Linked DNA regions of Zea mays: all the other regions are linked to region 2. The links are chromatin contacts, called in public Hi-C maps. All regions are on one chromosome and are shown on one strand. Each heading gives the region's core, a stretch centred on a gene start, on an enhancer-like site or on the middle of the called end of the contact. The rest is flanking DNA. Distances are from core to core; before and after follow the strand shown. Region 1 overlaps LOC100278465. Region 2 holds the start of LOC100277845. Region 3 overlaps LOC100274068. Region 4 holds the start of LOC100194103.

What was found. A called contact is a pair of places that touch in the nucleus more often than the background predicts.
Region 1: a Hi-C map of tassel shows a contact between it and region 2, with 3 times the contacts expected there. The contact joins the enhancer-like site here to the promoter of LOC100277845 in region 2. A contact is called at or near these places in 2 of 25 Hi-C or Micro-C datasets (ear and tassel).
Region 3: a Hi-C map of tassel shows a contact between it and region 2, with 2.7 times the contacts expected there. The contact joins the enhancer-like site here to the promoter of LOC100277845 in region 2. A contact is called at or near these places in 2 of 25 Hi-C or Micro-C datasets (ear and tassel).
Region 4: a contact with region 2 is called in a Hi-C map of ear, with 2.4 times the contacts expected there. The contact joins the promoter of LOC100194103 here to the promoter of LOC100277845 in region 2. A contact is called at or near these places in 4 of 25 Hi-C or Micro-C datasets (bundle sheath, ear, leaf and 1 more).

What each region holds. Positions count from the first base shown.
Region 1 is chr1:69,167,976-69,174,045 of Zm-B73-REFERENCE-NAM-5.0, reverse strand. It overlaps LOC100278465, which reads left to right. Exons shown (of 6, transcript NM_001151737.1): 4 at 1-140; 5 at 405-505; 6 at 622-1,016. The coding sequence ends at 642. It also overlaps the pseudogene LOC103644705. Among protein-coding and RNA genes, the nearest start is that of LOC100278465, 13 kb to the left of the region's middle. Within about 2 kb of position 1,860, at least 10 of the 20 cell types and tissues checked have an H3K27ac peak or open chromatin away from gene starts, as enhancers often do. A contact at or near this core is called in ear and tassel, where this site is marked.
Region 2 is chr1:69,472,559-69,478,567 of Zm-B73-REFERENCE-NAM-5.0, reverse strand. It overlaps LOC100277845, which reads right to left and starts at 3,454. Exons shown (of 12, transcript NR_158707.1): 1 at 3,306-3,454; 2 at 3,145-3,214; 3 at 2,155-2,206; 4 at 1,133-1,215; 5 at 215-1,055.
Region 3 is chr1:69,115,271-69,121,273 of Zm-B73-REFERENCE-NAM-5.0, reverse strand. LOC100274068 reads right to left here. Exons shown (of 7, transcript NM_001348667.1): 4 at 4,158-4,344; 5 at 3,768-4,082; 6 at 2,987-3,675; 7 at 1,891-2,858. The coding sequence ends at 2,166. It also overlaps the pseudogene LOC103644705. Among protein-coding and RNA genes, the nearest start is that of LOC100274068, 10 kb to the right of the region's middle. Within about 2 kb of position 2,098, at least 6 of the 20 cell types and tissues checked have an H3K27ac peak or open chromatin away from gene starts, as enhancers often do. A contact at or near this core is called in tassel, where this site is marked.
Region 4 is chr1:69,013,304-69,019,354 of Zm-B73-REFERENCE-NAM-5.0, reverse strand. It overlaps LOC100194103, which reads left to right and starts at 2,034. Exons shown (of 3, transcript NM_001359395.1): 1 at 2,034-2,166; 2 at 3,131-3,753; 3 at 3,932-5,939. The coding sequence starts at 3,223. The coding sequence ends at 5,755. It also overlaps a transcript of LOC100384560 not described here.

The DNA of each region.
Region 1 (6,070 bases), core at 611-3,110, 300 kb after region 2:
AGCTGATTATATGGATGATGATGCATCAACTAATGGTCCAAGACAAGAGAGAGATACTAGTTACCATGCAAGGCAAAGGAATTCCAGGGGGTCAGCTGCTTTCCGTTTGCGCCAGCATGGGCATTCGTTTTCTTGGAGAGGTAGGTGCATGATGCTTCCATGGTAGGTAGTGCTTTGTAAATATGTTCAAGGGGGAAACAATGCAGAATCGATCTGTGTTTTTACCTAGAGTTAACAAACTTCAATATGGTAAAAGTTCACATTCATGACAATAAAAGTTATATTAGCATGTCTGTTCAGACTGACGTTGTATTTGAAGGGACATTAGCATTTTCTACTGGAGTAATACATGTATTGCTGCGCTTTACTGTTACGCTATAAAGAAAACTGTCCGTCTTCTTCAGAATCATCAGACCAGAACTTCTTGGATGGGGAGACTCAAGGTAGCAAGGAACAAGGAAGAGGGTCTAGCAAAAACCAGCAAAAGCATGCTGATACGACCAAGGTAAAACATGATTCTTCTACAGTTTTCACCTTGCATATGTTCTTTTTTTTAAAAAAACGACCCTGCATATATTCTTTGTATGTCAACATGTTCAAAGCCGCCTGTGTTTTTATTAGGTCGGCCCACATGATTCATGAAATCACAGGTTTACGCTAGCAGCTCTTTTGTGATTCAGGAGATCAGTCATCCTCATGGGGAAGCTTAGGGGCCAATGGGATTGGTTCATGCAAGCTAATAAGTTTGTAAGAATAGCAGTGATGGAGGTGGGCAGATGTATATAAATCTGTTCATTCATCTCCAGATAGCCAAAAGATAGGTGTTTCCTGTTGGTAGTGTATCTATTAGGAATGTCGTAGATTGCTAATGACTTCCTGTAAAATCGTCCAGGAAGGTTTCAGATATTGAGGTGGACCAGCTGGGTAACTGTTGTTGTGTCCCGTAATGTACAAGTACAGATGTCTGCAATGTTCATTTGACTTGTTGACAAAATGGAATTTTATGATATTTGAAACCCCGTGCCTTTGAACAGGTTGCCAAATTCTCTATTTCCCTCTCAGTCAGCATGTCGTGATTGCTTCAGATGCCATCTACGATCGCATCAAGTCTAGAAAGAAACAGGTGCGCTTTTCAAAGCCATCTTAGAGGCTGTTTGACATGGTTCCGCTTCAATAGAAGAACTCTGTAAGGCCTTGTTCGTTTGTGTCGGATTGCACCTGCAATCGTTCCAGCTAATCAAAGTTTATATAAATTAGAGAAGCAATCCGGTTAGGAATCGTTCCGACCCACCAATCTGGCACAAACGAACAAGGCTTAAAAGCAGCTCTCCTCTGGAGTATATTGTTTCCTCGTAATTAGTTTAAATAACTTTAAACTCTATATCCAGGATGCTTTTTAAGTATTGTAGAATTTTATATCGCAGCTCTCAAGACTCTATAGAGAATTAGGATTTACAACTTTAAAAGTCAGGATGTTTGGGTTGGCTAACTCTTTCTTGAAGTTTTATTCTGAAACTATATCAAACACACCTTAACATCAAACGCCTTAACATCAAATGGTGCCCATGAGATTCCAATTCACACAACGTTTCCTAATCAAAGCTAAAATTGAACTGGCATATCAAATTTTTAATTGGTGTTCACGTCAGGATCCAAGCGGCCCCTCGTTACTTACTACATTTTTAGAATATATTGTACAACAGAGTAATTACAATATAGTATCAGCTTGCGCCTAATCACACCAAAATGTCTGCCCACTTGAGAATCTGGACGGCGGGCCCGATATGGGCCTAGCAGGTGAACCCTCTTCGTACTGTGGCTCTGTTCCCGTTTGTTGCTTCGAGGACTCCAACTTGAGGGTCGAAGTCCTGGTGCCTTCGACCTCTGGTCGGCGTCGAGTTCCGGAGTCTTCACAAGTTCTCGCTGGCTTGGCTCGTTTGAAGGGTTCAGGGAGAGTGGGAGACCGTGACCCGAAGTGAGACTTAAATCGGTGCCTCAAATTAAAATATAGCGCTCTATATAGAAAAAACTGTATCTTTATTTTATAAAATTTGGTTAAAAAATTATAAGACACTATTTCAATTGTTTAAAGATACTACAACTTAGATCCTTTAACGTGACATATAAAAATGTCCTATAATTTAAAAATTAGTATATTTTATAGAATTTAAGACAACAACAAAACATTTCGTTCTAACACTAAAACTTCATATCTAGATTATAGTATAACCCACTACGGTGTACTCCTTCCATCCCCATGATTTAGTCTTTTTAGATTTGTCCTAAGTTAATCAATATCAACTTTAACGGATTATACCACATATTGTATAAACATAAAGGTAAAATTACTGGATTTATTATGATATGAACCACCATAATATATAATTCTTTTAGTTTAAAATAATTTAATTATATATATATATTGTTGATAAAATAGTTTGGCTTAGGATAAATCTAAAACGACTAAATCATATGGACAGAGAGAGTAGTATATTTGAGGCACTTGAGAGAGCGTACTATAATTTTTTGACTAAATTTTATGATACTAGGAACCTGCCCGTGCGATGCCACGGAATATAAATTGTGACCCTCCAATAGATTTAGGACCCTGACGACGGGCGGTGTGAGTACAATAATGACGGCAAAATATGTGATTAAACATAGATACAGAACGATATAAATATGTCTACCCAAATAGATTGAAATGGAATCGCACAAATAATTTCTAAAGAGTAAATATATAATGCTTAATCATAAGTAAATATGTTGACACCTTGTACACTAATCTAATCTTTTTTAACAATATTGTTAACTCTCTGTTATATATTTGCCGGGATGGCATATCTGCACGAATTGTCCTCGTAACTTAACAGTTCGATAATAAAGTTCCTCCGAAAAATCTTTGCATCCTACACATAAGACATATAAGAGAACAAAACGCCATTTTTTTATTATGTAACTGGAATGTATGTTTGAATATGAAAGGAACGTACTCCACTCACCCTAACAAATTTCATTCGACTATCATTCCCCCACATGGCCATAGCTGCAGAGGCGGGGAAGCAAGAGCGGGAGCGACGGGTGCAGCCTCATCGTCTCCTTGATCACCATGCCGGTGTAGCTCAGGCAGCCCAGGAGCGACTCGTGGTCACCTAGGTTCTTGCTGTCGAGTGCTCGCTGAACCTCTACTTGGGCCTTGGCCATGGCTTCTGGGTTCCTCATGAGCTCGGACATGACCCACTCAGCCACAGACGAAGTCGTCTCGGTGCCTCCTATGAATAAATCCTACATATATAGGATAGGAGGTTCATCTTTGATTTATAAGGTTCCATTCAAAGGAAAGGGAAGAACACTTAGGCTGCCTCCAACAAGGTCCTGTAAAGGGTCCTGTCCGGTAAATGTAGGGGACGGTCAGGTCCCCTACGCCTCTAACAAGGTACTCTAAAGCGTCCCCTAAATTATAGAGGATGTGGCAGAGACCCTAAATGTGGAGGCCTCCGAGCGTGCGCTATCCGCGCGACTCCTCCACCAGCCACCGCGAGGAAACTTCCGCCTCCTCCAACCCCGCGCTGGCGACTGCATCTCCCGGGGCCGAGCCCTCGATCCGGCGTGCTTCGCCGCCGGCATCGAGGCATGTGGGGGAGAAGAGGGCGTGCGGTGGCGGGTCTGGCGGCGTAGAGGTCACAACACTTGCAATCGACGAGGCGCGACCCACCGCAATCCAAGTTCCAAGCGAGGTTCCCCCAGCTCGTCGCCGAAGAGTCACCATCAGCAAACGGCTTCGTCGTCCGTCGACTTCGTCCAAGGTTGCCGGCAAAAGGAAGCGAAGCTCGTCGCCGCCGTCGTCTTCCTCTTCCATTCGCTCCACCGAGCCAGATCCGCGAAGAACGAGGTACGATCTACACAAATCCATTGCGTACACTACTGATTCATTATCGTAATTTGTATTCTATGTATTTATTATACCGGATTTGTGGCAAGGCATTTAGGGTTTGCGGGGTTTTTTCTCCCAGATCCGGAGCATTCAAATTCATGAACATGAATTTGATCCATGAATCCCTTATTGTTTTGTCCGGTCTCCCAGATCATGAGGCCTTTTTATGTCAACATGGTCAGTAACTTGTAATTGAAAATAGGTGCACATTTCAGATAATTGTTTGCACAAAAATACATAGAGATTGGATGTGGCCACACTGTGTTCTCCCTGATTTCTGTTGTGTTTATTGTACTGCGAGTTGGAATGTACATTCATGGTTTTAGGGTTCATGAGAACTGTGTAGTCATAGGGCATATGCACTAGTTTGTTTAAGATAGTTAATTTGTAGGCGGTGTTAACTAATAGAACACTGTGTTTGATGTAGCCATGGAATCGGAGAACGAAAAGCTCCGTAAAGCACTGGCTACTCTGCTCAGAGTTGTTCAAAAGCGTAGTTGTGACATCGTTGATGTCGTCAAATCAGCCTTTCAACTCACCTTTGGTGGATGAAATGAACCGAGCATTAGTTGAGATTGACGACCTCGCCAAGGATCTTGAAGACGTAGCAGTGCAAACTCAGTGGGAGGTACAAAATATGCCTAACTGTGAAGTAAACGAAAATCGACGAGAAGAGGAACTAGTAGAGGAGCTTCTGATAGAAGATGCTTCAGAAGACGAGCTACTGATAGACGATGAGTCACCAATTAACTATGAAGAACTTGTGGGCTACGACGATGGTCGTGACTACTCAACCGATGACACATATCCCTACTAGTGTCTAGGTTTAACTTTAGTAGTAGTATTGTAGTATGTACGGTAACCATGTCTGTTTGACAAAAACTTGAAAAGGTACCAGGATTGGTATGTGAAAGGATCACGATGCCCAAGAGGGGGGTGAATTGGGCTTCTCTAAAAATCAACACTAATTAAAACCTAAGCAAGAGCTAAGCAAGAGCCCAACTTTACCCTAACAACTAGCACTAAGATAATAATACTAGAAATACAACAATGCTAAGACAATACTTCAAATACTTGCTAGACAAATACACAATGTAAAGTGCTTGAATTAAGTGCGGAATGTAAAGCAAGGTTTAGAAGACTCCTCCAATTTTTCCCGAGGTATCGAAGACTCGGCACTCTCCACTAGTCCTCGTTGGAGCACCCGCGCAAGGGTATCGCTCCCCCTTGGTCCTCGCAAGAACCAAGTGCTCACTATGAGATGATCCTTTGCCACTCCTGCGCGGTGGATCCCTCGAGACCACTTACAAACTTGAGTCGGGTCACCAACAAGATCTTCACGGTGATCACCGAGCTCCCAACACCACCAAGTCGTCTAGGTGATGCCGATCACCAAGAGTAACAAGCCGTAGACTTTCACTTGACCAAGAGAAGCCTAATGCAAGTGGTGTGTGCTCTAGGTGGCTCTCGCTAGCGCTAATGAGGAACAAATGCGGAATTAAGATTCTCTAATCTCCTCACTAGGCTTTTGGTGCTTGCAATGCTCTAGCAATATGCTGGAATTAATGTGGGCAGCAATACATTGAATATGGTGGGTGGAGGGGGTATAAATAGCCCTCACCCACCAACTAGCCGTTACCACCACTTTTCTGCGCATGGGCGCACCAGACAGTCCGGTGCGCCACCGGTGCGCCAACGGTCGACTCCAACGGCTAGTTCTGACAGCTAGCCGTTGGGCTGATGGCACACCGGACAGTGAACAGTCACTGTCCGGTGCACTCCGGACAGTCCGGTGCGCCACTAAAATTCATTTCTGAAACTGGTGCTCTCGGGTTTCTTCGGGGGAAAACTCTTCTCTAGGGCCAGCTTGGCCCCACCTGGCAGATGGTGCACCGGACAGTCCGGTGCACACCGGACAGTCCGGTGCCCCACGGCCAGAAACCCTATTTTCTTTTATATGCTGGTTTTCAAATCAGTTTTCGTTCTAACTTGAGTGTATGTTCTAGAGTGTCACCTAACACTATATGTGAGTGTGAATGTGCACCAACACTACACTAGAACTCTCTTGGTCAAACTACTCATCGACAACCCCTCTTTATAGTACGACTAAAAGAGAATAAAAGACCTAACTAAATC
Region 2 (6,009 bases), core at 2,205-4,704:
TTAATGTCACCAAAAAGCATTGACAATTTAGGTTTCTCCTTCAGCATTTGTAGTGCAAAATTCAATACTGTGTGTAATGGATTTCACTACCTTATTATTAAATGTTTACACCCATTGCCACATGCTCAAGTGTTACATATTGTAGAAAGTTTTTATCGTAGTGCATATAACTATTCGTAATGTCAACTGCAAAGGACGAGACTAGGGTTTTTACTGTTCTCTTGTGGTGCCATGCTTGAACACTGAGATCCCAGTTCAGCTAGCTCTTTAGTGGTATCTGGGCTACAATATGATGCAAAATCCTCCAGTCCTTCAGGAGGACACCATGTGGACTCTTGTGTCTGGATGTTGTAAAAATAATACCGATTATAGAATGGATCCCAGATAACCCTCCATTCACCATAGTCATAGTAAAAGTTGTTGGCAGAGCTTTGTGCATGCTCATCAATAGATGATGGCTCTGCCAAACTTAGACTAGCTTCTCTGCCAACATCATTGTAATCATGGGGTACTGATAGAGTTTCTTCAGATGTTTGATCTCCCCTTGTGGACACTCTTTCATCCTGATAAATGCCAACACAGGAATGTGTAGATTCATCATCAACACAGTCATTCCTTGACATCTCTTCAGAATCTAGCAACACACTTTCATAAGCTTGATTTTCTTGAATTGAGTATTCTTCTTTTGCTGAGTTGGCCAAGTTATCAGAAAGCTCAAAAGCCCCAAGTTCAGTGAGATGATTTTTAGCATCACAGCCAGGGGCTTTGCCAGCAGAGTAGATGGTGCTACAGCCAGACTCTTCTTGTTCTTCAACACAAGAGCTGTCTTCCCTAAGCCTCTTGTCAGTGTCATCACGGGAGGGTTCATTTTGACCCAGTGGTGTCACAAATAAATTGCATGAGTGCGTTTGCTCCATAGCATCCAATGATTCAACAGAATTTTCTCTATCTTCAGTATTGATACATATCCTCACAGCATCATTGATTTGAGTGTTTGCTGCTTTGAGCGGTGCTTGTCTTCCTTTTTTCTTTCCCTTGTTGCATGTGTTCTTGTTCTGCAATGCATAAAGGAATTAAGCAATGGAACCGGTAGGGAACAGTAACATGGTGTCACACTATGTGAGCAACTGACCACTTTACTTGTGCTGAATGAAACAGGAAGCCCCAAAGAACCCATGAGATTGACCAATTCCAAATCTTCAACAAAGAAATGGCCTATTGATAGACAGATCATATACACAGTAAGAAATCGGTTGACATACAAGGGAAAACGTAAAATAACTGGTGTTGATTTTACTATTACAATGTTATGTGTGGGCAATATGACTTATAAAATGAGGCATGAAACCATGAACAGATGTTGCAACAATGACTCAAATTATCAACATCATCTTCCCTTCCTAGAGTAATCCCGTGGTGATTTGGCCTCCCATTTGATACACAACATGTCACCAGGAACGTGGAACTGTGCCACCTTCCTTGTCCTGGGGGTGTCATCCCCATTCCAGGAATGTAGGAACAATGTCATCCTGGCCTTTTTGAACCCTTTCACAAGTAGCATACCACATCCCTCAATCACATTGACCCTGGGAGCTTGGCGAATATGATCCACAATCTTAACCACCACGCCCCATCTCCTATGATCTCACAAGCACTAGACAAGGAGGGTCAGCCCCTCTAATAGTACTAAAGGTATATTGTGACTTTAGTTGAAGACTTGGTCCTTCTCTATTAGATGCTGAATTGCTAAGTGGTTGCCTGTTCATAAGAGTACCTGTACCATATACTTTTCTTTCACTAGTGCCGGTGAACTTATCAACTAAGGCAAATCTGAAGTCTATCCAGGTCCCACGTCATGCAACAGAAATCAGGTGACCAATAAAATCTCTTGATTCAATTATAAACAGACCCCCCCCCCTCTCTTTCTCTCTAAAAGAAGCGTCATTTACTCCAATGAAGAGACAGTGGCCTGAAAAGTGGTGGTGTGGAAGCATGCTGAGCTTCAGAGTTCAGATTCTTAAGATTTCTCAAATGAAGTGATTTTTTTTCTCTAGTGGGTTGTTTCCACACAAAAAAAGTAGAGTACATTGTAACATCCTCTGTAAAGAAAATTGACCAAGGAAGATACTAGAATACAAGAAAAATACATCTAACCTTTGTCAGTGCTATTGGATGCTTCATTGCATGTTTTATCTGTATGAGAGTCCTGAAAAGTTGAAGGTCGTCAAATTGCTATGTACATTATAAACCTCATAGTAATTTGTAGGGCACAACATACAAGTAATAAGCTTGACACAGTCTGCTAAGCAGCTAAGTTAATTGACTCTTTCACGACAAGATGAATTCCTCAGAAGTGTAAAAATGGTTATGAAATTGCTAAGTTATTTAGAAGTGTTTTAATAAGATAATGCTGTTGGTCTATACATGATCTAGTCCACACCTTCACATGTTTTCCTCTCAAAGGAGATCGAAGTGTAAAGCAAACCATCATTATTTTAATCAACAAATAACTGTCATATCAGAATCAAGAAGAGGACTGCAGCAGACTAATGCTTAATCCAACAATCATCACCGAAGCTACAATTGTTTAATACAGCTTAATTTTCCAAAAAGATCATCGGTCAATAATTAAATAAAGCACTACAAGGAAGTGTTATGTCTTATGTAGCAAACTTCCATGTCAGTAATGTGCTTTCATCAAGAAAATGAGTAATGAAAAGTGATCACTCAAAATGTTTAGTAGGGTTCTAGCCAGACGAGGCTGTCATTTCGAGGTCCAGGATTATTTCCTGATAGAACTAGGAGAAATAGGTATGCACTTATCGGTAGTCTGTAACAAATGTGCCGAGGGTATTTTGTCGTATAATACAAAACTTTGTTTAAAATGCACGCGACGATTAACATTTTGTACAGGCTACAGTTTGGGCGCAATGCACAAACCACGCCACAAAACCAATTCCTTGTGTTAAGTAGACTCTTGGGCAAGCATGAAATTATGCGTCGGGCCTTCTTTCTCGACAATGCAGATACCAAGAAATTACCAGTAGCCCGACGAAATTAGCCATCTACTAGTCGAAGCACAAGCGCACCCCCAACTCAGAAAGCTTAAGAGTGAGCTACACCAAAGCGGGTCAGAGACCGTACCACGAGAGCAGCCTCCGCCGAGCGCCCGTTCTTCTGTCCATCGTGAGGTCCAGCGCCATACGAATCGTCCCTGCAGGAAGAGAGAGTAGTTTGAGGAGACGTACTCCTCGCAAACGGCAAACCCTACGCTGAGAAGCGGGTAGGGGAGACAGGAGACTTACCAGAGGTACACTTCGGTAAGCCGGAAGAGCTTCCCCAGCTTCCTTATCGCCGGGAAATCCTCCGCCGTCGACGGCATCGCGTGCGGGAAACGGCGCCGCCAGACGAAGCAGGGGTGAGTTCTGGCTTTCTTCCTTCCCGGATAGGGGGTGCGGGAAACGGCCGTTGGGCGTGGGTTTCGGGTAGTGCAGAGGTGTGGAGGAACGGCTGGGTACTTGGGTAAGCCGAATTACAACCCACTAGCGTTCATGGGCCGGGATCGCTTTCAGTACGTAGTGGATCGGGCGGCATCCCTAGCTGACTCTGGGCTAGGCCTAATGGAGTTTCTAGTCTCCTCTACTATCTCTACTCTCGGCTGTCTCCAGCAGCTCGCCAGCTCGCTATCTCATCTCTTGTTAGAGTAACTCTAAAAGACTAGATATAATTTTAGCTAAATTTAGAGTTTTATAAAAACTCTAAAAAATAAAGAGTTTCATAAAAAGGTGATATGACACAACAGACTCTTCAAATCTTATCTATCAATATTCAAATCACTGATTATAATCACATGTTCATTTCTTTTTCTCCTGTCTCATTTGACATATCGATGTCGGGCTCTAGGATGGCAGGGCACGTGGACAGTGAACCGCAAATATGGCGAGGCGTGGAGCCACGAGGACGATGGGGACTGTAAGCCGTGAGGACGTCAAGGAGCGGGGTTGGCGAGGCACGAGACGGCGAGCCGCGACGATGACGAGGCGCGGTAAGGTGAGCCGCAGGGTCGGCGAGGCATGGCGACAGCAGGGCGTGGGACAGTGAGCTGCAACGACGGCAAGGCGCAGGGACGGTGAGGATGCACGAGAGAATGAAGATGGCGAGGCAGGTGAGCTCAGCAAATATGGCTAGAGACCTCGACGTGATGCTGAGCAGGATAGCATAGAGAGGAGCAAAGAGAGTTTGTTGGATCCTATTTTAATCATCAGTTTTCTATTTTTACCGATACAAATCGATTTAGCTAGGCTTTTCGAGTTGCTCTTATATCTCTTATTTCAAATTTCATCAACAAACAATAACATCTACAATATAAATCTCCTGTTTTACTTATGAAAGAAAAATGTGTTAGATAACCATTTCTACATGTTTTAGTGATTAAGTGTTTAGCACAACAACATGGACTAACTAATTTGATATGAGTACGAGCACAAGCACTTGAAGTCAATTTGAAAGTACTAGATCCTAAAGAACTAAAATGAAGGCTAAAGTGTGCAGCTTTGGACAAAAGGGTAAAATCATGAGGTTTGATTACTTAGATAAGTTGCATGTGTCTAATACTATGTGTTTAGCACTTTATTTGAACTCTAACTCTATCCTGTGAGAAAAGTGGTTCGAATACTTAGATTAAGCCAAAATGCAAATCATGGTGAACGACAAAGTAAAAGGTGAGTTCTCCACACCTAATCAATTGGAATATGTGCTAATTATGTTTGTCTAAGTTGTTGGAAAGCTCCCAAGAATAGCCAAAAGGATTTGAAGAAGTTAGGCTCAAAACAGCCTTACTTGGGTTGTTCTAGGCCTCATCGGACTCGTCTGGTGGTGCACCGGATCAAGTCCGCAGGGCATAGAACTTAGTGTTAGGCGACCTAATGCATCGAACCAGGTCCATGTGCACCGGACCGCCTACAGAGCTGAACTTTGAGGTCTCGAGATTTTATTTATAAAAATCATCGACCCTTCACTTTGCACGGTCCAATGGCGCACCGGACCGCCTCCAACGGCTACTTCCCGGTGGAGTTTGAAGGCCAACGACTAGCTGATGTGGCAGACGGTCCGGTGGTGCATCGGATCGGTCCGCTGTGAATCAGTTAAGGAAAGCACCAAATCAGATCCCGGAGAAGGTGTGCACAGACCCGGTTTGATGTCCTCGCAGACAACACAATTTCATCGATGTTTAGAAGGAAGGAGCAACGCCTATGGACCTCTTTGGGCTATAAAAAGGATCCCTTAGCGCACCTCTTTAGCTTGGGCGCTATTATGAATAGATTATTGGGCAATAATAGTATTATAATTTTTATCATCGCTACCTAGCAATTGCATTACATTGTCTACGACATCCCAAATGCTAGGGTGGAGCAAAAAAATATGGCTACGCATTTTATGGCTCCACCAAGAATAGTCCTCCCATCAAAGCGAGCAGGCTTGCCAAGATGAATAGAAAGCAAATGAGCATTGAAATTGTAAGGAATGCGAGAATAAATAAAAGATGTCTTAGAGTAACCTTGTTTAACCGTATTTTTCTTGGAGGAGGTGGAATCGTCGTCCTTGTGTGAAGGGTAAGAGGAGTCGTAGTAGATGATCTTCTTGATGCGCTTCGTCCTCTTGCCATCATTCTTGTTCGATCCCAAGTCGACGGGTGTGGCACCAGACCAGTCGACGAGCCTCCTGACAAGTCTGATGAGCCTCTGGACCGTAGACCACGTCAACTAGTCGTTGGTGTGCTGGCGCTCGTTGGATGTACCCGTTGGAGACGGTTCGATGGCACACCGAACCATAAATAGTAGAGCTCTAGTGATTTTATAATAAAAATCTTGAGACCGAGCAGTACGGCCATGAACCACGGACCCCGGTGAAAGATCTCTTTGTGGTTTTTGGTGGTTTAGATGACAACCCAATTAAAGGACTGACAAGTGTGTTAAGTGTTGGACAAGTGCTTAGTGCACAACTTTTAAA
Region 3 (6,003 bases), core at 849-3,348, 360 kb after region 2:
CTGGAATCGAACCACCATGACGACGCTCGTTGCGTGCATGCCGCCTCCTATTGAGCATGTGCCTCGCTAAATCCAACTCTTCTTCTTCCTCTTCCATTTCTTCCATCAACCTAACAAGAAAATTCGATTCTAAGTAGGGGTTCATTGTTGTCGAGTTTGTACAGGGAAGGTTGAGTGAAGTATGCAAGCCTCACTCGCTATTTATAAAAGAAGTAGGCTTCGGAGACAAGCCATCCGCGTGTCGTGCAGAGGAAGCTAGTCGATGGCTTCTCGAAGAAGAGTTGTGGCTTACGGTAGAATCTTGTCAATTTGAAAACATTTTTTCGTACCGATAAAATACTATGCGACGTTTTATCGACAATAATTGCACACAACATAACAGCCAATGGTACATAATGTTGACAATTCGAAATAATTAATTAAAAAAATTAATAAATACACTTTTTTGCACATCATTTGTATAGCGCGAATTGGGAAGAAAACAAAGAAAACTGAAAAAGAAATGGAAAAAGGGAATCTGTTAACAGTGTAGCTTTAGGAGACGGAATTTAGGAAACGCTGCTGGAGACTGAGAATATATAGAGGGCAGAATCTTTTAGAGTGTTCTGTAAAGGACAGAGAATATTCCTTTAGGGGACGGAATTTAGGGGATGCTGCTGGAGACAGTCTTACAATGATGACTGCCTTGATGTGTGTGATGTTGAACGGGAAGTTGAACTCCTCCTCATCTTTGATTCTAAGCATGGTGCTCAGAATATCGTCGTCTTCCGCCACCTCAGCATCCTTGACCTTCTGCCTCGCCTCTCACGCCTCGATGATCTGGTCCAGCACCTGGTCGAGCTGCTCATGCGCCACCTGCAGGCGGCGTCGCATCCCAGTGGCGATGTCCAGGAACCGCATCGACGGGAAGAGGTCAGAGACGCAGAAACCAGAGCCGCTGCTCAGCACGACCGCCATCGCTGACAGGAATTTCGCCTTGTGCTCGTTGCTGAAGCGGTCTCCGAAGGTCGCCAGCCCAGTGATGTAGTTAGCACAGGAGACCAGCAGGCTGCCGAGGTTGACTGCTGCTGCTGGCTCGCCGCGGGCGCCACATGAACGGCGGCGGATCTCCCTGGCGAGGGACATGGTCTCGCTGTCCCCGATGGGCGCGAGCTGCCTCAGCTTGCGCAGCGCCCTCCGATAGGCCCCGTAGGGAGCAAAGGCGAAGTCGTGGCCGCCGTAGCCGATGATCTCCGTGGCGAGCAGGTACATAGGAAGGTCGGATCCGACGTTGTCGTAGGCGACGCACATGGTTGTTGGCCGCTATGCGCGAGCGAGGATCCCGCATGGTTGTTGGATGGAGGCGGCTGCGCGCATGGCGAGGGCGGTGGCGGGAGCGAGGATGGATGACAGATGAGGCATGCGGGGGCGGATCCGGCGCTAGGCGCGAGCGAGGATGGCATCGCAATCGGACGGTGGAGATGGAGGCGGGGGCATGGTTATGCCAAGTCTACACTATCGTCTTAAGGATTAGTAGAGATAAGATATAGTTTCAAAAGTTTGTTTTTCCAACATAAAGTCTACACTAGTCTATAATCTAAAATTAGGGTTTTATTGTTGAGCAGAACATTTTGTTGTTGGTGCCCTAGATTATGGTCTGGTTCCGCGTTCATCCCAACAAATACCAAACAAACCCTTTGATTCTCGCATCAAGATTTAAGGAATCCTATTTTGCAGTACTAACATAAATTGAGAAAACAGGATAGGGATGCATGTGTTCCGACAAAGTAGCATATGAGGCATTTATTAACATACCCCCCCACGTTACATTTCCTCGCCTGTCCAGACGTTGAGCCAGCCAACAAATAGTAACAATAAACAATAGTAATCCTTACATCACACCAGTGACTTACACGGGCAGCCGATTCCATCGGCTGCAAAATTTATCATGCATGATATGGTATCGCTTCGAATGTCTTTTTGCAGTGCAACAGCACACTCTATTTTCTTCTATGCAACAAAATGAACCAAAAACATACACAACCAGCACCATGCCACAATCACCAAAACAAACCAGAATAGACAGACATGGAGCGAAAATATGTTTCACATGTGTCTGATGCCAAGGATGCTCTGAGCTGTGTACCAGCGTGGAGCAGGCTCAGTGAAGTCAGCACCACCACTCTCTAGCCTGACGAGGCATGGCCACTTGTTGCAGAGGGCTTCGCAACGTAGATCTGCTTCATCCTACCAGTGCCTGAACTCCTGTCGGAACCAGAACCTTGATTCCTACCCTGGTACCCTGATCGTCGCTGCCACTCGTTACCAGTACCAGCCTTCTGAGTCGCACGGGCACGGCGATCCTGATTGTTAACCAGATGCTGGTATTGCGGGTCTGATGATGATGACGAGGACTGATGGGTCTTGGAAGGTATGCTGGTGACCTGGGGGGCGTTCGTGCTGCCAGCCGCCCCTGCTGCAATTCCAGGGTTGACTTTGGATGGGGTCACCCTAACCATGGCTTTGGCACTGGTTGGGACTTCATTGCTGATCAAGCCCGCCTGGCCAAACGAAGGCTGAACAGTTTGGGAGCTTGAGCTGGTTGAGGCTGGCTGTTCGACAAGACCTAACTCATCCCTGTACTGAGAAACGGCTGCATTTGGGAAGGTTTTGTTGCCGTCTGATGGCCCAGCAGAAGCAGAGGACTCCTGAAATCGGTTATTTGTACCAGACTTGTCTATTGGCACGTTATGAACAAACTGTTGTGTGGCTGTACCCTCTACTGGATGCTGCTTAAGTGCAACTGATAATGGAACTGAGTGTAGAGGAGGTACAGGCATATGTGGCCAGCACGTTTGCATCTGTATGTCTGTAGATGTCTGGAAAAATAGCAAACAAATGAAGAAAGCGTTGTATTAGCATAAAAATGCAAGAGTTAATTACACTATTTTTTTTCACTTGCAATCTAACTGTCTTGGCATGTATCTACAACAATTAAAATGCATACCTGGAAAGGAGCAATGTCGAACATGGTCAATGGAGACGGGATTGGCATGATAGAAGTTGGGCGTAGATGTGGAACTGGAGCAGGAACACTAGGAGCGTTTACTTGACCAGACACCATATTTTGGCTGTTTGGATCACTCTGGCTTACACCAACAATAGGTGGCCCTTGACTTTGCTTCCAGTCAGGCTGCTTGTCACCAGGGATATAAGTGGCTCCCATAAAACCAAGTCCCATCTGACCAAATTGACCTACTGGGGCGAAGTGGTTATAGACCACCATATGTGGGGGGGCTTGCACGCCTGGGATTCCTCCCGGAGTGATGAAAGGACCAGCGTACCCAGTTGGAGGGCGGTAGAAAGAGTCTACCCCAGAATGACACTGTGGCCAAGCTCCCAATGGTGCTGAAGGCAATGCATTGCTTCTTTGAGGGTGCTGACCTTGAGAACCAGCAGATTCGTCACTTGGGCCAAATGCAAAAATGTGCCCTCCTAACATCGAGTTCATATCAAAGCAGGAAAAGTGGGATGGCTGTGCACCATGAAACTGAGAAAGCATTGGCCCTGATGCTTGTGGACTGGCTATAGGAGGCCACAAGGACATGGATGGAGTATCAACCGATAAGTCTGCAGGAAGAGCAACTGCGAGTGGCTCTTCTGTGGATGATTGACCAGCTTGACCTGTTCTTGCCCCTGCTTCAGTTTTGTCCATAACACAATAAATATAGCTACATAATCATATAGCAATGTCTTAATTAAAGTAGTTGACAATGCAAAGATCATACCTCCTGATGTTAACCCACTGAGATCCTTGCTTGTAAAGCTCTTGTCTGGAGCCGATGCAGTAGTTGCATCAGCTGGAGATCCCTCATCAGTGCTAATAGCTGCCACAGCCACAGCAGAAGCAGCTGCTTCAGCCTCTGCTTCCGCATCCTCGGTACTCGGACATAATTCCTTGGAATTTGCCTTATCAGGACCACTGTTATCGCTAGGCAAGCCTCGATCGATCTTCATATCAGGCCTAGATGAACCTGGAGCTCCAAGACCACTTGAAACAGTTCGGCTGACTGGGGGTAGCATGGTTGGTGACGTTACTGCCCCTGGTCAATATTGTTATTCATTGTAAGTCAAGTCACAATAAACATCGTATAATACTGATGAAAAGTGCAGCTTACCAAATTGAATCTTCTCTCCAGCCAGAAGGGAGTTAATAGGACTAGCAGATGAAGGCAACACCTTTTCTGTGATTACTGTGGGAGACAAAGCATTGTTGGACTCCAACGAAAAGCCAGGCCCAGCCTGCTGTTCAAATTTAGCTGGTCCCATAGCTTCTTCAAGTTGAGTTTGAGTTAATGGCATGACCTACATGTGAATAAGTTGCAAATAAATAAATATATATATGAAGACTAGAGGATTAAGATAAAAACCATATTTCAGTGGCTAGATGTGAGGGACTAAAAAGTTTCTTCCTGAAAATCCAAATAAAATGTACAATTGCATTCAATAGAAAATGAATGTATAAATAAGTACAATAATTTGAAGGTAGGGACACTCATTAGAATGTACAATAAGAACTACTTAAACTGCATGCTACCAACACAGCAACATGAGCATTTAAAAAGGTCATGTTTAGTTTATGATTGTCGATCTTTTACCTAGATAACTACTTGAAACTGCAATTTCTCAATAGGAGCACATGTCGCACTTCATGTGGACAAACCATAACCTAATTTATCGATCTCCTTACTATCACTACATTGCTATTACTCATACTTGTCTTACTTTTATATACTTCAGGGGCAGCCCTTGTTGGGTTCATCTCTAGCAAAAAACTTTGTTCTGTGCTCACTCTTGGTGCAGGATTTCAAGAATTTTCATCAACATTTTATTTCTTTTTAGATTTTAGAAAAAAACATATAACAACAACAAAGCCTTTTTGTCCCAAGCACGTTGGGGTAGGCTAGAGATGAAACCCCGTATGAAAACCGCAGAGCTCAACCCCCAAAGAAAAGAAAAGGGAGACAAAGGCAAAAGAGAACTGAAAAACGACGAAACGGGGAAACACATAAAAAGAGATAAAACCCACAAGAACCAGCAAGATCTAAAGGGGCACAAGAAAAGGTCAAACGATTAAGGAGGAAAAGCGAAACTACAAATCAGGGTTCTAGCACGTGAATTGCACACTTCCACCCCTTCCTATCCACGGCGAGCTTTTTATCAATATTCCACTCCTTCAGGTCCCTCTTCACAGCCTCTGTCCACGTCAAGGTTGGTCGACCTCTACCTCTCTTCACATTCTCGGGACGCCTAATTATTCCGATATGCACTGGTGCCTCTTCAGATCTTCATTGGATATGTCCAAACCATCTCAAACGATGTTGCATAAGCTTCTCCTCAATTGGCGCCACTCCTACTCTCTCTCGTATATCATCATTCCGGACTCGATCTCTCCTTGTGTGGCCACATATCCAGCGCAACATACGCATCTCTGCCACACTTAGTTGTTGGACATGTCGTCTTTTAGTGGGCCAACATTCTGCTCCATACAACATAGCCGGCCGGATTGCTGTCTTGTAGAATTTGCCTTTTAGTTTGTGTGGCACCCGGGGGTCGCATAAGACACCCGCAGCTTGTCGCCACTTCAACCATCCAGCTTTAATTCTATGACTGACATCCTCATCGATGTCTCCCTCCTTCTGAAGCATTGATCCTAAGTAACGAAAAGTGTCTTTCTTGGGTACCACTTGCCCATCAAGACTAACATCGCCATCCTCATACCCCATGGCACTGAAATCACACTTCATATACTCTGTTTTAGACCTAATAAGCCTAAAACCTTTTGCTTCCAGCGTCTGCCTCCACAATTCCAACTTTTGCGAAACACCACTCCTACTCTCCTCAATAAGTACCACATCATCGACAAAAGCATACACCACGGTATATCTCCTTGTATGTCCCTTGTGACCTCATCTATCACCAAAGCAAAAAGATAAGGGCTCAAAGCCGACCCTTGATGTAGTC
Region 4 (6,051 bases), core at 785-3,284, 460 kb after region 2:
CGGCGACGTCGCGGAGGGGGAGGTGGCGGATCTGGATAGGAGAGAAGTAGGCCACCGTGAGAGAGACAGAGATAAAGTGGAATGGACGCACCTGGATCCATCCTTATCGCGGAGGCGGGCGTACGGCGCGGAGACGTGTGCGACAGTCACAGAGGCGGTTGGCGAGGAAGCGGCCGACCTGGAAGGGAGAGAAGCAACACGGGGAGGGGGCGGAATAGAGATGGCAATGGGGACCCGATCCCCGATTCCCCGCGGGGAATTTCTCTATTAGGGGATGGGGATGTGGAAGTTTCTTCCCCCACGGGGATGTAAACGGGGGAAAAATCTCTCCCGACGGGTAAACAAGGACAGGGATGGAGAAGCATTCCTCATCTCCGTTCCCCACGGGGACCCGTTAAACTTACATGTGACAATGTTTTTATGTAATAGTTAATGATAAAAATAAAAAATATCTTGTCAAAAGATTACCCATTATACAAATACATTGATTTTAATGTGCACATAATGATTTTTACATCTAACATTGTGTATAAGTGACAATGTTTTACATTAATAATAAATGAAGTACGATTTAATTATAATTTAAGCGGAGATGGGGATCTCCGTCGGGGATTTATCCCCGCGGGGAATGGGGATGAGGAAGAAATATCCCCCGCAAATGTTCGTGGGGATTCTCGCAGGGAAATTTTTTCGTCGTGGAGACAGATTTGGGGAGCTAAAACCTGACGGGGAATTCCCGTTGCCATCTCTAAAGCGGAAGAAGCGGGATGGCCGGATGGGAGGCGATCATTGGATGAGGGTCGTGACGCATGAAGGCGGCTGCGTGCACGAAATGGGCGTGTGAAGCGAGCGGAGGAGCATGGCGGCGGGCGATTGGACAAAAAGAGTCTCTGCATTCATGACCGTGCGATCGAGATAAAAGATTAATCTAACAGTAGCGCTGAAAAAACTTCTGCGTTCATGCATCAATTGGTGAGCGTACGATTGAAATCAAACATCTAATCTAACGGTATCCGTGGCTAAAAGGAAACTGGTTCTTTTATAGTATAGATATTTATGATATGTGTTATTTTCAATTTTATGTTTAGGCTATGCAGTTTTTATTTATGTTTTATGAATTATGCAATTTTTATTTACTTAATTATGTAATCAATACATTTTTATTCGCAACTAAAAGTTTGTAAAAAAAGTTGATGAGACGCTGAGGTAATTGTAGGACGAGGATAAAAGTTGTGTACTAAAATGCTAGAGTAGATAAGTGTTAACGAAAACCAATAGTAGAATTATGGGCTGTTCGCTTTGAATTAAGGCCCTGTTTGATTTTATTAGTCCTAAGACGAAAGTTTAGTTAAGGGACTAATCTTTAGTCCCTACCCTGTTCGGTTCTAGAGATTAAACACGAGCTAAACACAGTTAAAGCAATATACAAATACCAAAATGCCCTCACGCTTGCCCCTGCTGCTTATACAAACACCTGTACGTGCTTATACAAACAAACCGAGCACTATACAAACACCTCTGTGTGCTTATACAAACAAACCGAGCACGTGCTTATACAAACACCTGTACGTGCTTATATTTCAAATGAGCAAATGAGTTTCAAATATTCTAAATGAGTATACAAATAAGAAGCAGCCACAAATATATTTCAAATATTCCAAATGCAGCTGGAGGGCATGAGAGAAAATTTTGTTGTTTAGTCCCGTTTAAGAGCTCTTGGAGGGACTAGAGACTAAACTGGTTTAGTCCCTCTATTAGTTCTTGTGTTTGGAGAATTAGGGACTAAACATGCCTAAAGTCGATTGTTTGGACTACTGCAGAATTAATCGACAAAAGCGCGAGGCTTTATTTACAAAAGCGAGCCACGTAGCCTAATCCAGCTTATCGCTAATCCCGAGCTGCGGTGCGCTGAGGCCTCGGCCCCTCCCCCGGGCCCCGGCCCGGGGACGAGTGCGCGGTGACGTGAGCATAAGAGACAACAAAGCTTTGACACGCAAAAGCACACGCGCACACAGCACGGCACTACGGCAGAAGGAAAAAAAGAGGCAGGCGGACGACACAGAGAGAGGCTCGGAACAAGGAAAGAGTCGCCGGCGGCGGAGACCCCAACCGAAGGCCCCCGGTCGCTTCGCCGGGCAAGGCGTGTCCGTGCCCCTCGGACACCGGGTAAAGCTCACTCCTTTCTGCTGTAGTTTTGCCAGCTTAATTTGGTTTTGACACAGTGATTTTGTCGTCGAGGCTGGTTTCGGTGAATTTGGTTGACGGGTTCTCGGTGCTGCCGTCGCATGGATGCGTTCGGCTCCGCGGCCCGGAGGCTTTTGCTGGTGCCGTGGGAGATCTTGGTCGGGGTTTGGAGCTTTCCTGGTTTTGGCTGTGGTTCCTGTTTAGCGTCGCCTAACGCAAGGATTGGTTTCTGTCGTTTGGTAGATATATAAATATTCGGTTAAGAGGATTTGGTTTGAGCTCGTCTGCTATACGAGCTGGAACTGGAATTAGGAGGTGACACGCCTTTCCTGGTTATAGCTTCGATGCTAAGATAAGCTCGAGTGCTTGAGGCCCAGCGGCTGCGATCCATGGATTAGAGGCGACGGTAGAACAGCAACAACTCTGAGCTAGCTGACCCAATCTCAGCATCATCTTGTTTGATCATGACGTTCTTGCTTTGTTTGCTTTGGATTTTATCAAAAGTAGAAAACTGTTGCCTTTTTATGTGTTGTTGGAAAGACCATTTGGCTACACGAACGGAACGGAAAGAGGTTTGGTGGAAGTGTGGAACAGTTGCCGAGCAGTAATTGCTGAGCTGGTTCGTGACTCCGTGTCGGTGAGTGCCCATGGTTCATGCTTATAGCACCGGATCACACTTCTCCTGTGCTGCCCGCTGTCATCTTTACTGCACACAAGAGTGTCTGTGGATGGTTCCATGGTATATGCACATGAAACGGGGTGATTCATAAATTGCTGAAGTTTTTTTAGTTTTCCATACTGTATGAATGGTAGTGATAATAATAAAACTATCTCCGACTACAAGGAGGTGTACGGTATGAGCTCATTCTGCTTAGTTTACCCGTAATAATATATGTGCAGTTTATTTTCTGTAAGGTGACATTTTTTCCTGAACTTCTGTTTATAGGAGTAAAAAACAGTGAACGCTAAGCTTTGGGAATGGAGTTGACAGTTTCTGCTGAATAACAGAAAAAAAATTACTCGCCTTTTCCTGAATCCATGGAACTTCTTGATACTAATGGTCATGGGAAAACAAGAGCACAGAATGCTGAAAATATGGCACCAGTTTCTGTTAAGAGTCCAGATACATCACTGGAAATCAAAGAGAAGTCGCCCCACAATTTGACAGAGCACCAGGAAGAACTGGGGCCCCCTGTAGGCCATGACGGGAGTTTGTCACCGAAAATTCTCTCCCACATACAACCAACTCAGGCATCGGATGATTCGTCAAAAGATGAGGGAGACCATGCTGCTGTAACAAATAAGGATGGAGTTGAAACCATATCCGAAAATGGTTTTACTGGTTCGAATATTAGGCCAACAGTTGAAAAGAAATCTGAAGAAGACAATGTGTATAGTCATGAGACCGTTGCTGCCACCCCCAAAAAGAAAGTAGAACCAGTAAAGGGATCTGAAGGCTCATACACAGGACTTGTTGACACTAGTGCACCATTCGAGTCTGTTAAAGAGGCTGTCACCAAGTTTGGAGGAATTGTTGATTGGAAAGCCTACAGGGCTCAGTCATTAGAGGTATTGTCTCTTTGTTTCACACCAAATATGGATCATTATCAGACACATGATTATCTTGTTTTATGTTCATTTCCATCGCCATACACATAGAGTTATTAATCTTTGAGGAACACGAGTATACCTCGTTGAAACTATTGTCTTATAGTATCTTACAAAGTAAATTTTTGTTTATATGCAGAGACGCAGGGTTGTGCACCTTGAACTTGAAAAGGTTCAGCAGGAGATTCCACAATTCAAAGAAGACTGGGAAACCGCTGAGGTGGCTAAGTCAGACGTCATTGAGGAGCTAGAGAGAACTAATAGACTTGTCGACGAGCTGAAGCATAAGCTGGAGAGGGCACAGCTTGAAGTGGACCAAGCAAAGCAAGATTCTGAGCTTGCCCTGCTTAGGGCACAAGAGATGGAGCAGGGGATTGATGATGACGCTAGTGTAATAGCCCAAACACAGTTGGCAGTTGCCAAAGAAAGACATGAAAAGGCTGTTGAGGAGCTCAAATTGCTGAAAGAGGAGCTAAGATCAACACATGAACAATATGCTGTATTAGCCACTGAAAGGGATGCAGCCATTAAACGGGCCGAGGAAGTTGTTTGTGCTGCCAAGGATACTGAGAAGCAAGTAGAGGAGCTCACTTTAGAACTTATTGCATCCAAAGAGTCTCTCGAGTTAGCCCATGCTTCACACCATGAAGCTGAAGAGCACAGACTTGGGGCAGCTATGGCCAAAGAGCAGGATTTCCTGGCTTGGGAGAAAGAGCTAGAAGAGGCACAAGCAGAGCTAAACCAGCTCAACGAACAAATTGCATCCAAAAGGAATGTGGAGTCCAAAGCTCATGAAAACGAGTGCAAACTACTTGGCCTGAAAAGTGAGCTAGCTGCCTATGTGGAAAACAAATTGAATGAAGAGGCTGGAATGGTTCAGGAGCAAGGTTCCGACGAAGCAAAAGAAATTAGTAGGTCAATCAAGCAGGCTCTAGCTTCAAAGAGGAAGGAGCTTGCTGAATTTAAAGGGAAATTAGAAAACGCAAGAATTGAAGCCAATTTAGTAAGAGTTGTTGTAGAATCACTCAGCTCAGAGCTTGATAGGGAGAAAGCTTCACTTGCTACATTGCAGCAGACTGAGGGTATGGCATGCATCACAGTTGCTTCTCTAGAAGCTGAGCTCGACAGGACAGAGCAAGAGATAGAATTGGTACATAAGAAAGAAGCAGAAACTCGGGAAATGATGGCGGAGCTTCCAAGGATGTTGCAGCAAGCAGCCCAGGAGGCAGACGATGCCAAGATGGCAGCTCATTTGGCACAAGAAGAACTGAGAAAGGCCAAGGAAGAAGCTGAGCGAACTAAGGCTTCTGCGACAACTGCAGATACCAGGTTGCGTGCAGTTCTGAAAGAAATAGAGGCGTCTAAAGCATCCAAGGGGCTAGCCATAGCGGCAGTTCAAGCGATGCAAGAGAGCAATGACGCAGGAAGCGCTGGTGCTTCTCCTCGAGGAGTAACGCTTCCTATAAGCGAGTACCATGCTCTTAGCAAGAGGGTTCACGAAGCCGAGGAACTTGCGAGCGAGAGGGTGGCAGCCGCGTTTGCACAAATAGAGTTGGCAAAAGAGTCCGAATCAAGGAACCTAGAGAGGCTGCAAGAAGCATCCAAGGAGATGGATGAAAAGAAGAGTGATCTCCAAATCGCGCTGGAGAGGGCTGAGAGTGCAAACGAGGGGAAGCTCGGTGCTGAGCAGGAGCTGAGAAGATGGAGAGCTGAACATGTGCAGCGCCGGAAAGCCCACGAGGCTACACAACATCCAGTCAGTCCTGTGAGAACTCCACCGAGGATGCTTGTCGAGCAGAAGGGCTCTTACCGGGAAGAAAATGAACTTCCCACAGATCCGAAGTTGCACAAGTCAAATGGTAGTATGGATCAGTTTGTTTCCAGCGAGAAATCGCGGAAAAAGAAGTCGTTCTTCCCCCAGATGTCCACACTTTTGTCTAGAAAGGCACAGACACAAACATAAGACTATAAGAGTGATTGTTCTGAAGAAAAGAGTTCGTTCATGTATCTTTGTAAAATGTAAATGGTGTAAATTTTAATTTTTGCCCATGCTCTTGTAAATTGTCTATTTGTCTCATACTTGAAGAAGACTGAGTGTATGTCTTTGTATGATGTTCTTGGAGAGGATGCTGTTACCCAGATCTTTCTTTGCTTTACACCCTCGTTCTGCCCTTCTTACATCGAAAAGGAATTTGTTTGTCCATTTATCAAGTTGGGATCATCCTTCGTCGTGTTAGATCTGGCTTCTGGTAGCACATT